Linked DNA regions of Bos taurus: region 2 is linked to region 1. A link is a contact called in public Hi-C data. All regions are on one chromosome and are shown on one strand. The core of a region is the stretch at or near the end of the contact, and the rest is flanking DNA. Distances in the headings are between cores, read along the strand shown. Region 1 overlaps KCNK5 (potassium two pore domain channel subfamily K member 5). Region 2 overlaps KCNK17 (potassium two pore domain channel subfamily K member 17).

Region 1 (4,525 bases), core at 853-3,352:
GAGAGGCCTTTATTATCTATTCCAGGAACACAGACAGCTGCCAAACCTGTCCACCTGGCCTCCACCCCATCCTTGAGGGTTGCCTCCATTCACTCCACCCACCATCAGTGGGGGCCGGGACCTCATGAGGCGGCTCCAAGAAAGTGCCAAGATCTGGGGTCCTGGCCCTGCCCCCAGGGAGAGGCCCGGGATGGACCATCCAGCCCAGAAACCAGGAACGTGACAAATTCCCCCTAGAAATCAAGCCTAGGACCGAGGAAAGACAGAGACAAGCATGGGAGTAGGAAGGAGACAGAAAAACTGGAGTTCTACCCATGGCATGAGAAGAGAGGGAAGGGTGGGTTGTCCTGAAGGAGTGTGCCGTTTGCAGCGGCAGAAGCCAGTGTAAGTGGATCTGCAGACTTTGTCAAGAATTTTCCATGATGACACTCTCATCTGACAGGCTGTCAAACCACACGGCTCACTGCCTTGCCTACCCCCTCCCCACCCACCCTGCTATTTCCTGCTCATTTCTCTGCAAAGTAGAAACAGGGTGCCGCGGAGCTGGCTGGGTGCTTTACGCCAGGACGTTCAGATAGGAAAGAGGCCAACTGGTCCATCCGGTTGTAGGTCAACTCAAAAGGTTTCCTAAGCCATGGCATCTATGTTCTAAGCAGGAGAATGAAATGTCCCAGGGCCCGGGGTGTAAACAGATGGCAAGGAAAAGCAGGATCACTCAGCCGCCTTTGGCTGCAGTCTTTGCTATCTGAGATACCCATCTTATGGGGGTGGGGGGTGAGGAGAGCAGCACCGTCCTCAGGAAACACAGCCCGAGATGGCCGACACTGACCGGGAAATCACAGCATTGGAACCCCACCCCTGGTCAACCCCGTGGAGTCTCGGAGGAACAGGAGAGATGTCAGAAGTTGCCTCCCCACCTCCTTCTCACACAAAAGGAAAGGGTGGACTCTAGAAACTCCAAACTGAACTCTCGCTGACTCCTCTCTGGAGACAGCAGAGCACTTGGCGGATTCAAAGAGGAAGCAGTGGGCACTGGAAGCTGCTAGCACAGGTTCACCAGAGCAAGTCATGCTCAGCTAAGTGCATCTCCCACTCCAAAGAGACTGCAAAGCCTTGAAGTTCGGTGGAATGCAGTCAATCCAGATAGCAGCCAGGCAGCTGAACAGATGGGTGCAAAGATATTCGTGTGGAGAAGACAGAGAAATTGCAGGGAGGGACTGGGATTAATCCGGGTCCACATAAAGGCAGATAAACAACCCCAAGAAGTACTGATGATTATCAGTCTGGATCGAGGTCTCCATCATCATGCCAAAGGCCAGGCCCCTTGAATCTTTTAATCCATAGCACAGCAAAGACATAGATGGCTGACCAGTTTAATCTACAAAAGATGCGAACCTGGAAACAAGGCTGGGGTGGGAAGACAGCTGACACTGCAATGGCACCATCTGGACTGGAAAAATGGGCCCAGGGCTCCTCCGCTGGCTCAGTGGTGAAGAATCCGCCTACCTACGCAGGAGACACGGGTTCAGTCCCTGGTCTGGGATGATCCCACGTGTCACGGATCAATGAAGCCCTTGTACCACAACTACTGAGCCTGTGATCGAGAGCCCGGGACCCCCAACTACTGAGCCCACGTGCCCCAGCTACTGAAGCCCAAGAGCTCTAGAGCTCACGCTCCTCAACGAGAGAAGTTACTGCAAGGAGAAGCCCGTGCACCGCATCTAGAGAGTCGCCCTTGCTCACCGGAACTCGAGACAAGGCCGCACAGAGATAGAAGGTCCAGCAGAGCCAAAATAAATAAATAATCAATTTTTTTTGAGTTGAGATCTAGCTTTAAAAAAAAAAGGGGGGGGGGGCCAAACTAACAAGATACGGCTGTCTTTTAAATTTTTCATGTCTTATACTTTGGGTTAGAAGAGACTGACCCAAAGGGTCAAAGGGAAAAGGCCTTGGGTTTTAGCTGACCCCAAACCAACAAACATTAGGGTGGTTGCCAAAACAAAGAGAGGTAAATACAATCTCGGGCAGTGTTAACACCTTATCTCTTCAGGGCTGGGAGGCAACCAGCCCACTGTCCTCTGCAGGTCAGTTCCTCTGCACTCTGCTCCACTCTTGGCTGTTAGACTTCATGACATGCTAACCTAGGGGCCAAGGTCCTGGAGGGGACAGCTGTGAATGTGTCGGATAATGAGTTCCACCAGAATGGACTGCCCTTGGTTAGGCATCCATTTCTGATCATGGGAAGCTTAGGCCCAGGAAGACCAGTACACTTCAGGGATACTGAAGGTGTGACTGCAACAGGGGTTCTCAGGTGGGGAGGCAGCACCCTCTGGGAATGTTTGCCAGTGCTGCCTGAGTGGGAGCCTCCTATGTGCTGGGCACTCACTGTTTGGGCACCAGGGGGAGAGCTTCAAGAGAGGACAGTATCCCTGTCCGTCCCATGCTGCTGGCATGAAGTGGGCAGGGACCAGAGAGGTAAGACAGCCTGGGATGCTCAGGACAGCCCCACCCGCCATGCCCACATGTGACTCCGGAACCATTTAGTTAAGTGCTGGTGACTCAGTGGTAAAGAATTCACCTGCAGGAGACACAGATTCGATCCCTGGGTCGGGAAGATTCCCCTGGAGAAGGAAATGGCAACCCACTCCAGTATTCTTGTCTGGGAAATCCCATGGACAGAGGAGCCTGGTGGGCTATAGTCCATGGAGTTGCAAAAGAGCTGGACACGACCGAGCGACCAAACAACAATAGCAAGCAGACATCACACGTAAGAGCTGGCAAAACAGGGTAACCGAAGACGGCGTTATTGTTGGGAGCTTTGCAGCAGAAACGCTGGCTTCTTGCCCTTCACCCCACCGATGGTGTGTCCTTTGGGGCCTCCGTCCTGGGTTATCAGGGAGTCACAGCCCTGTGCACTGTCCCCTTCACCCCCATTATCTTTCCACGGTCACCCAGAGAGGGGCGGACAAATGGGGGCATTCCAAAGAGCCCTAAGCCCCCAGGGCCAGAAGCGCCACTCACCCTTACAACAGTCCAGTGGCGGCAGTTACGCCCACAGATCAGGTCAGGAGACAGAGGCTGAGCGCTTAACTGGCAGAACTGGGCCAGGTTCTAGGCTTTCTCTTGCAAGTCAGCTGGGCTCCTCACCTCCCTCTCTTCCCTGTTCTCTCTGCTCCTGGACGCCCCAAGCTTCTCTGCCCAGGGTTTCCAAGCAGCTGGCCTGGGGATCAGCTTGGCTCCATCCCCATGCTGGGGGAGAGAGCGGGATTTCAGTGCTGCTGTGTGTCAGATGCCTCTTGCTGGGGCTTTTATACATATTCCCTGACTGGCTCGTCCCCGAATCTGCCAGGCATCACCTGACAGGTGAGGAAAGCGAGGCTCAGGGAGCAAAGTTCTGGATGTGAACTTGGGCAGCCTGCTCCCTGTTCCCACTATGGGTCACTGTGGCTCCAGTTGGAACATCTCACTGATTAAGGTCAGGGGCAGGGTCCCTCAGGCTGGTGGGACCCTCTCCCCCAGAACAGAGAGGCTGACCCAGGATTGAGGTCATCCCTGGGTGAGGGGAGCCATTAGACACATCGTCTAGTCCTCCAGGGTTAGGGAAGTTGCTTTCTTGGGAGAAGGTGGACCTTGTTCACGCACAAGATGATTTAACTTGGCTTCCAAATTCACACAAGACAATATTTTCATTTTCTACATCACCCTAGAGAACGATGGGAGAGGGGGATCCTGCAGACAGCCTGGGCCTGGCTCTGGTTTGAGAACAGAATGGAGCTCCACCCCCTCCCCCGCCTGTCATCCTTGCAAAGAAGTGGCTGTGATTTACTGGTGAGGAGTTGGTGGTTACCATGCACTAAACGTTATGCTGAGCACTTTATGTGCCTCCAGCTCATTTAATGAGCAAAGAATCCTGCTGGGAAGTCACCGTAATTTTTTTCATTTTGCAAACGAGGACCTGAGGCTGAGAGGTTAAGTAAGTAACCTGCTGCTGCTAAGTTGCTTCAGTCGTGTCCAACTCTGTGCGACCCCACAGACAGCAGCCCACCAGGCTCTGCCGTCCCTGGGATTCTCCAGGCAAGAGTACTGGAGTGGGGTGCCATTGACTAAGGGATGCTAAAATCGAGGAAGCGGGGTGGGCTGGGGAGCCAGCCAGGATCTGGGTTCTGGCTGCAGGAAGGAGGCTGGTGCATACCTCCACCCCTTCACACCACCTGGAAAAACAGTGCCCTAAAACCAGCCCATCCACTCAGACAGAGTTCTCAGGGAGGAGACATTCACGCCTCTGCCTAGGCTTCAAGCAACATGCTACCCTGACTCCACCCTCCCAGAATCTCGCTGTCCATGAAGTCTGGGTTCCCTATGGCACCTCATCCCCCAGGGATCCGGAGTTTCCTGTGCAGAGGTAGCTGCCAGGCACCCCCATCCAGGAGACGCACTCTGCAGAGTTCCAGAAAGGGCCCGTCCTGCCCACCTGCGGACACAGGCAGCGGGGCTGAGGTCCAGCCTTTCCTTCATCAGGCCATAA
Region 2 (4,525 bases), core at 728-3,227, 95 kb after region 1:
GGGATGGACTGGGGCAAGAGGCCAGGGACCAGCCCTGTGGGTCGATGGGTGAGTGGATCTGTGAGTGAGTGGATTTGTGAGCTGGGAGGTCCTGGGGCCAGCAGTGTGGGTTGTCTGGGGAGGGTGAAGGAGGTGGTCCGTGGGGTCGACTTCAGGGCAGTGCTCTCTAGGCCTGGAGCCCAGGGGTGGGGACCTGGTGAGATAAGGGCTGAGAGGAATGGGGAACAGGGAAATTTCAGCATCACTCTTGCCCCAGGCTGAGGATTCTTCCAGCTCCTACTGAGTCAAGTCCTTCTCTGGCTTGGCTCCTAAAATTAATGGACATCCCTCCCCAAGCTGGGCCTTCAGCATCAGACAGGCCACAAGGGAGCGGGCAGGGACCTGGGAAACTTGTATTATGTGTGTGTATATGAGAGAGAGAGGGAGACAGAGAGAAAGAAAAAGACAGAGAGAGATCCGTTGGATCCAAACTCTTAAGACAGCCCCAAGAGACAAGTGGGGCCAGGAACTGCCCTCCCTGAGACGTGGTTAATTAGAACAGTCCAGACTGAGATTGTAGAAGTAGTAAGACTCAGACTCCATGAAGCCAGCCTCTTCTTTTAGAGGTGAGGAAACTGAGGCACAGAAAGAGGAGTGGCTGGTTAAGATCTCACAGGACTTAAAAAAAAGGAATCTTCCTGCCTCCTCCAGAGAACTGGCAGCGATCATTAAGATGACCCACTGACGGGGATCAGTGGCTACCTCCCATCTTAACATCCATGAAGAATCTCATTTCCCTCATTTTAAAATAGCATTAAATAAATAGCTCCTTTCTCACAGAGTTGATGGGAGAAGAAAATGACCAAGAGCTTAGAACAGTGTCTGATGCGTAGTAAGCACCCAATAAATGTCAGACATGATAATGATGACGGCGGCGATGATCATAAAAGATGCCACTGTTTTAAAGGTGACGGCTGTTTGACATTGAGTCTGATCTTGCCCGGGCTGTGCTGGAGCCACAGAACTGGGCCGCCCATCCATGAGGGAAAGGGGAAACAGCAGCTGCCTGGGGTGAGGATTCTGTCTGCCCCTCCGCATCAGGATCCCCAGGCTTGCATTTGCCTACTCGGTCTGCCCTTCCTGGTCTCTGCTAGGAGGTTCCCCTGTGACTCATGAGAGTCCAGACCCCTCCTGGCCAGCAGCACCACGGCATCAGCCTGGGAGCCTCCAAGGGCAGGGCTTAGTCCTGCATCACCACTTGCTCAGCCCAGTCCCCCTGGCCAGCCACCCACTCCCCGCAACCCAACCCTCAACCCCGCCCCAGCCCCAGAGGGATCAGCAAAGGCTGCTGCCTGCCACGTGGCTGCCGGCCGGCAGTGTCCGCCTCCTGCCTCAGCCCCCGGGCCTGCTGTGGACTGCCAGCAGCTGACGTCCACATTACGCTTCCTCTGGGCTGACGCACACTCTTCTGGTACTTTGCACAGTCACTCATTTAATTCCGGGAGATCAGCTCTGCTCTTATCTCCGTCTCACGGAGGAGAAAACTGCTGCAAAGAAGCTTCGAGTGATTTGTCGGGGATCACGGAGCTGGTCCAGGGCGAGCCAGGCACCACTACAGTATACAGTTTTGAGGGCCCCATTCCCCCTCCTCCTCCAGGATTTGGTGGCCGAAGTTGTGTGAGTGAATGAAGGACTTGGTTCCTTGCCTGCACACTGTGGATCGCTCTCTGGCTGCGACTATCACAGTATCATGGTTCCACTTCCCCTCCCTCTTGACTATGTGGGAAAGACCTCACTGCCCATTTTGCTCTATGATTTCAGTCCTGAGGTCGGCTTTTCTGTTCTCGTCCCTTTCCCAGATCCCGACCTCTTTCTGTTTCTTATTATTTGTCTCGCCACTCTACAACCCTCGCTGTTCACCTGTGTTCTCTCTCCTCTACCGGTCCCCACTTCCCGATTTGTACTGAGAGTCCCAGTGTCTCTTCTTATTGGCTGTGGGGCAGACGTCTGTAGGGAACTGGCCAATCAGAAGCTTTCTCCGGCCCCGCCCCCAACATCACAGGTTGTCAGTTGCCTGTGCGGCAGACATTCTTAGCAGGGATAGGCACGCGGTGATGGGCTGAGTGGAAATAGGATTGTCTAGAGAGGCATGTGAAGAAAGAGGTTCAAGGCAAGACAGAATTGGAACCACAGAGGCCAATCTAGCACTCCGGGTTCCTCTTTCCTAGTTCTGAATTGCTAGGCCCTCCTTCTGGGGTGTGCTAAGTACAAGTAATATTATTTCCAGAACTGCAGCAAACTCTTTTGTACTTCGACTTTCCTCTGCCCAGCCCGTGGGCCTTAAGAAGTGGGCATGGACCCTGAGGTTTACTCGCTGGTGTTTGCTCCTGAGTCTGGCCTTGGTCCACTTTGGCCCAGGCCAGATGGGGCAAGCTGGATGGTGTAACAACCCTTCCTTCTTACTCTGCCAAGAGACTGCCCCTGACCCAGTTCCACCAGGGCTCTGAGGCTAAGGGGTTTGCCCACAGGGAGGAGCTACATGGAGCAACCCCAGGTCCTTGAGATGCTATCTATAGGATGGTGGAGGGGAGCAGACTTGCAGGTGCCCGCTGAGACCAAGGACCCAGCTGCCCCAGGTGACCTGTAGGTGCTGGTTGGTACTGCCAGGGGCTCCTGGCTGGGCTTGGGTTCCTGGGTGTAGTGGGGACCACACAGCTCTGTGCTGCCTTAATAGCAACCCTGAGTAAGAGATAGAAATGCTTAGGGTGATGTGCTTTGCAAACAGAAATGACCTCTGCAAACTCTACCTGGCTTTACAAACAGTGGTTGGAGCCTTCAAATGCAGTGGGGCAGGCTGAGTCAAGAGGAGCCCACTGGCCTGTTCTAGGCTTTTCTGTGGTATAGTGAGTGATTGAGTAAGAATTAGGAGCCAAACTGGGACCAGTTGCCTGCTGCCTATAGGAGCCCTGAGAGGTATCAGCAAATCTGTAATGAATTTACCTGGAAGGTCTCTGGGGCTGTGGGGACCTGCACTGCAGCCCTCAGTCCATTCCCTCCTCCTGTCTGGGGCAAATCCACCTGGGGAGGGAGTGATTTCTCTAATATGCTCCAGTCTCAGAAGCTGCCTTTGCCTCTGGGTACACGTGTCACCTGGAGTTAGCATTAGATTTGGTTATGAGTGACAGAAAAACTCAATTCATAGTGTTTTAAATAAGCTTAATTTTTATTTCTCTCTTATATAAATGAAGTCTGGTGGAATCCAGTCCAGGTTTGTTATGGTGGCTCTGCAAACGTCAAGAGTCCAGGCTCCTTCTATTTCATTGTGTCACCATTCTCAAACATGGCCTCCAACTCATGGTGCAACATGGCTGCCAGAGCTCCAGCCACCATTGCAGCCAGCTAGAAGGGAGTGGTAAAGAGGAGTACCCTCCACACACTGTAAGTCACATCTGTAAGTCACACAGATTACTTCTCTGTATATCCCACTGGATAAAATTTAATCATATAGCTGCACCTAGCTTCAAGGGAAGACCAAAAACTGTAAACTCTAGTCTGGGTGGTCTTATGCTGAGCTTAAAATCAATAATCTTCTTGCTGAAGAAGAAAGTGGAACAAATGCTGGAATATAGTTAGCTGTCCTTTCCGCAGCATGAGACTTGAGTAGAAGGTTCTGGGTGCTGCCCCTCTGGAGAGCAGCTTGGCTGTGGGGAGTGGGGTCCTGCCTCCTCATCCAGGCCCTGACTCCAGCTTCGGGGCTTGAAGTTCCCCTTGGAACTCTGAGGATAGCAGGAGTATGATTCTCGTGGAGCCTCCAGTAAGGAGAGGATCAGTTTGATGATCAATGCCAGCCACGCCATCCCAAAGAGGATCCACAGAGACACTGTGTTCTGGTACCACAGCGGGTAATTCCGGGAGGGGTTCATTCCTGAGGGAGAAGCAAAGTCAGAGGATGCAGACCTGGGAAAGTCAGGACCAAGTTCCCCAAACAGAAACAGACACACATGGCTTTGTGTGTATAAGCAGAACGTGGGGGGGTCCAAACTGGTCTGAGCTGGCTGGGATCACCTCCCTAGGATTCTAGGAAGCCTCCTGGATTAACTCCTAGAGTTTTGACCCTAAAATTCCCCTTTGTCTTTCTGAAGGACTCTGCTTATGCTCTGTCCCAGTGGTTCTCAAAGTGGGGCCTGTGGACCAGCACCATCAGCATCGCCTGAAAGTTTGTTAGAAGTGCGAATGGTCTGGATTCCATTCCAGATCACTGAATCAGAAACTGTCATAGGAAACCCTCCGAGAGTGTGTAATACCTGCTCTGCGGTTTGCCTGTTTCTATGTTTGGTTTTCTCAAAGGAAAGGCAGCTTGCCAGCAGCTTTAGGAAGAAGAAATGGAACTGCTGGGGTTTGTATCCAGGCTCATTTCTCACTAGCTGTGTGACTATCATCTGCCTGAATGTCCTTTGCCTGTGAAATGGGGACAATAATTTTTCCTTCTTGGCTCATCCCAGCACCCACCATCTGCTTCTCCAGACTGGATTTGCACATCTCTCCC

Evidence for each region. A called contact is a pair of places that touch in the nucleus more often than the background predicts.
Region 2: a contact with region 1 is called in a Hi-C map of liver, with 1.8 times the contacts expected there. The contact joins two enhancer-like sites.

Annotation. Positions count from the first base shown.
Region 1 is chr23:13,068,254-13,072,778 of ARS-UCD2.0, forward strand. The region is part of intron 1 of KCNK5 (potassium two pore domain channel subfamily K member 5); the gene reads right to left. Among named protein-coding and RNA genes, the nearest start is that of MIR2377, 17 kb to the right of the region's middle. Within about 2 kb of position 2,103, at least 5 of the 102 cell types and tissues checked have an H3K27ac peak or open chromatin away from gene starts, as enhancers often do. A contact at or near this core is called in liver, where this site is marked.
Region 2 is chr23:13,163,369-13,167,893 of ARS-UCD2.0, forward strand. KCNK17 (potassium two pore domain channel subfamily K member 17) reads right to left here. Exons shown (of 5, transcript NM_174558.2): 5 at 3,184-3,904. The coding sequence ends at 3,609. Among named protein-coding and RNA genes, the nearest start is that of KCNK17, 14 kb to the right of the region's middle. Within about 2 kb of position 1,978, at least 78 of the 102 cell types and tissues checked have an H3K27ac peak or open chromatin away from gene starts, as enhancers often do. A contact at or near this core is called in liver, where this site is marked.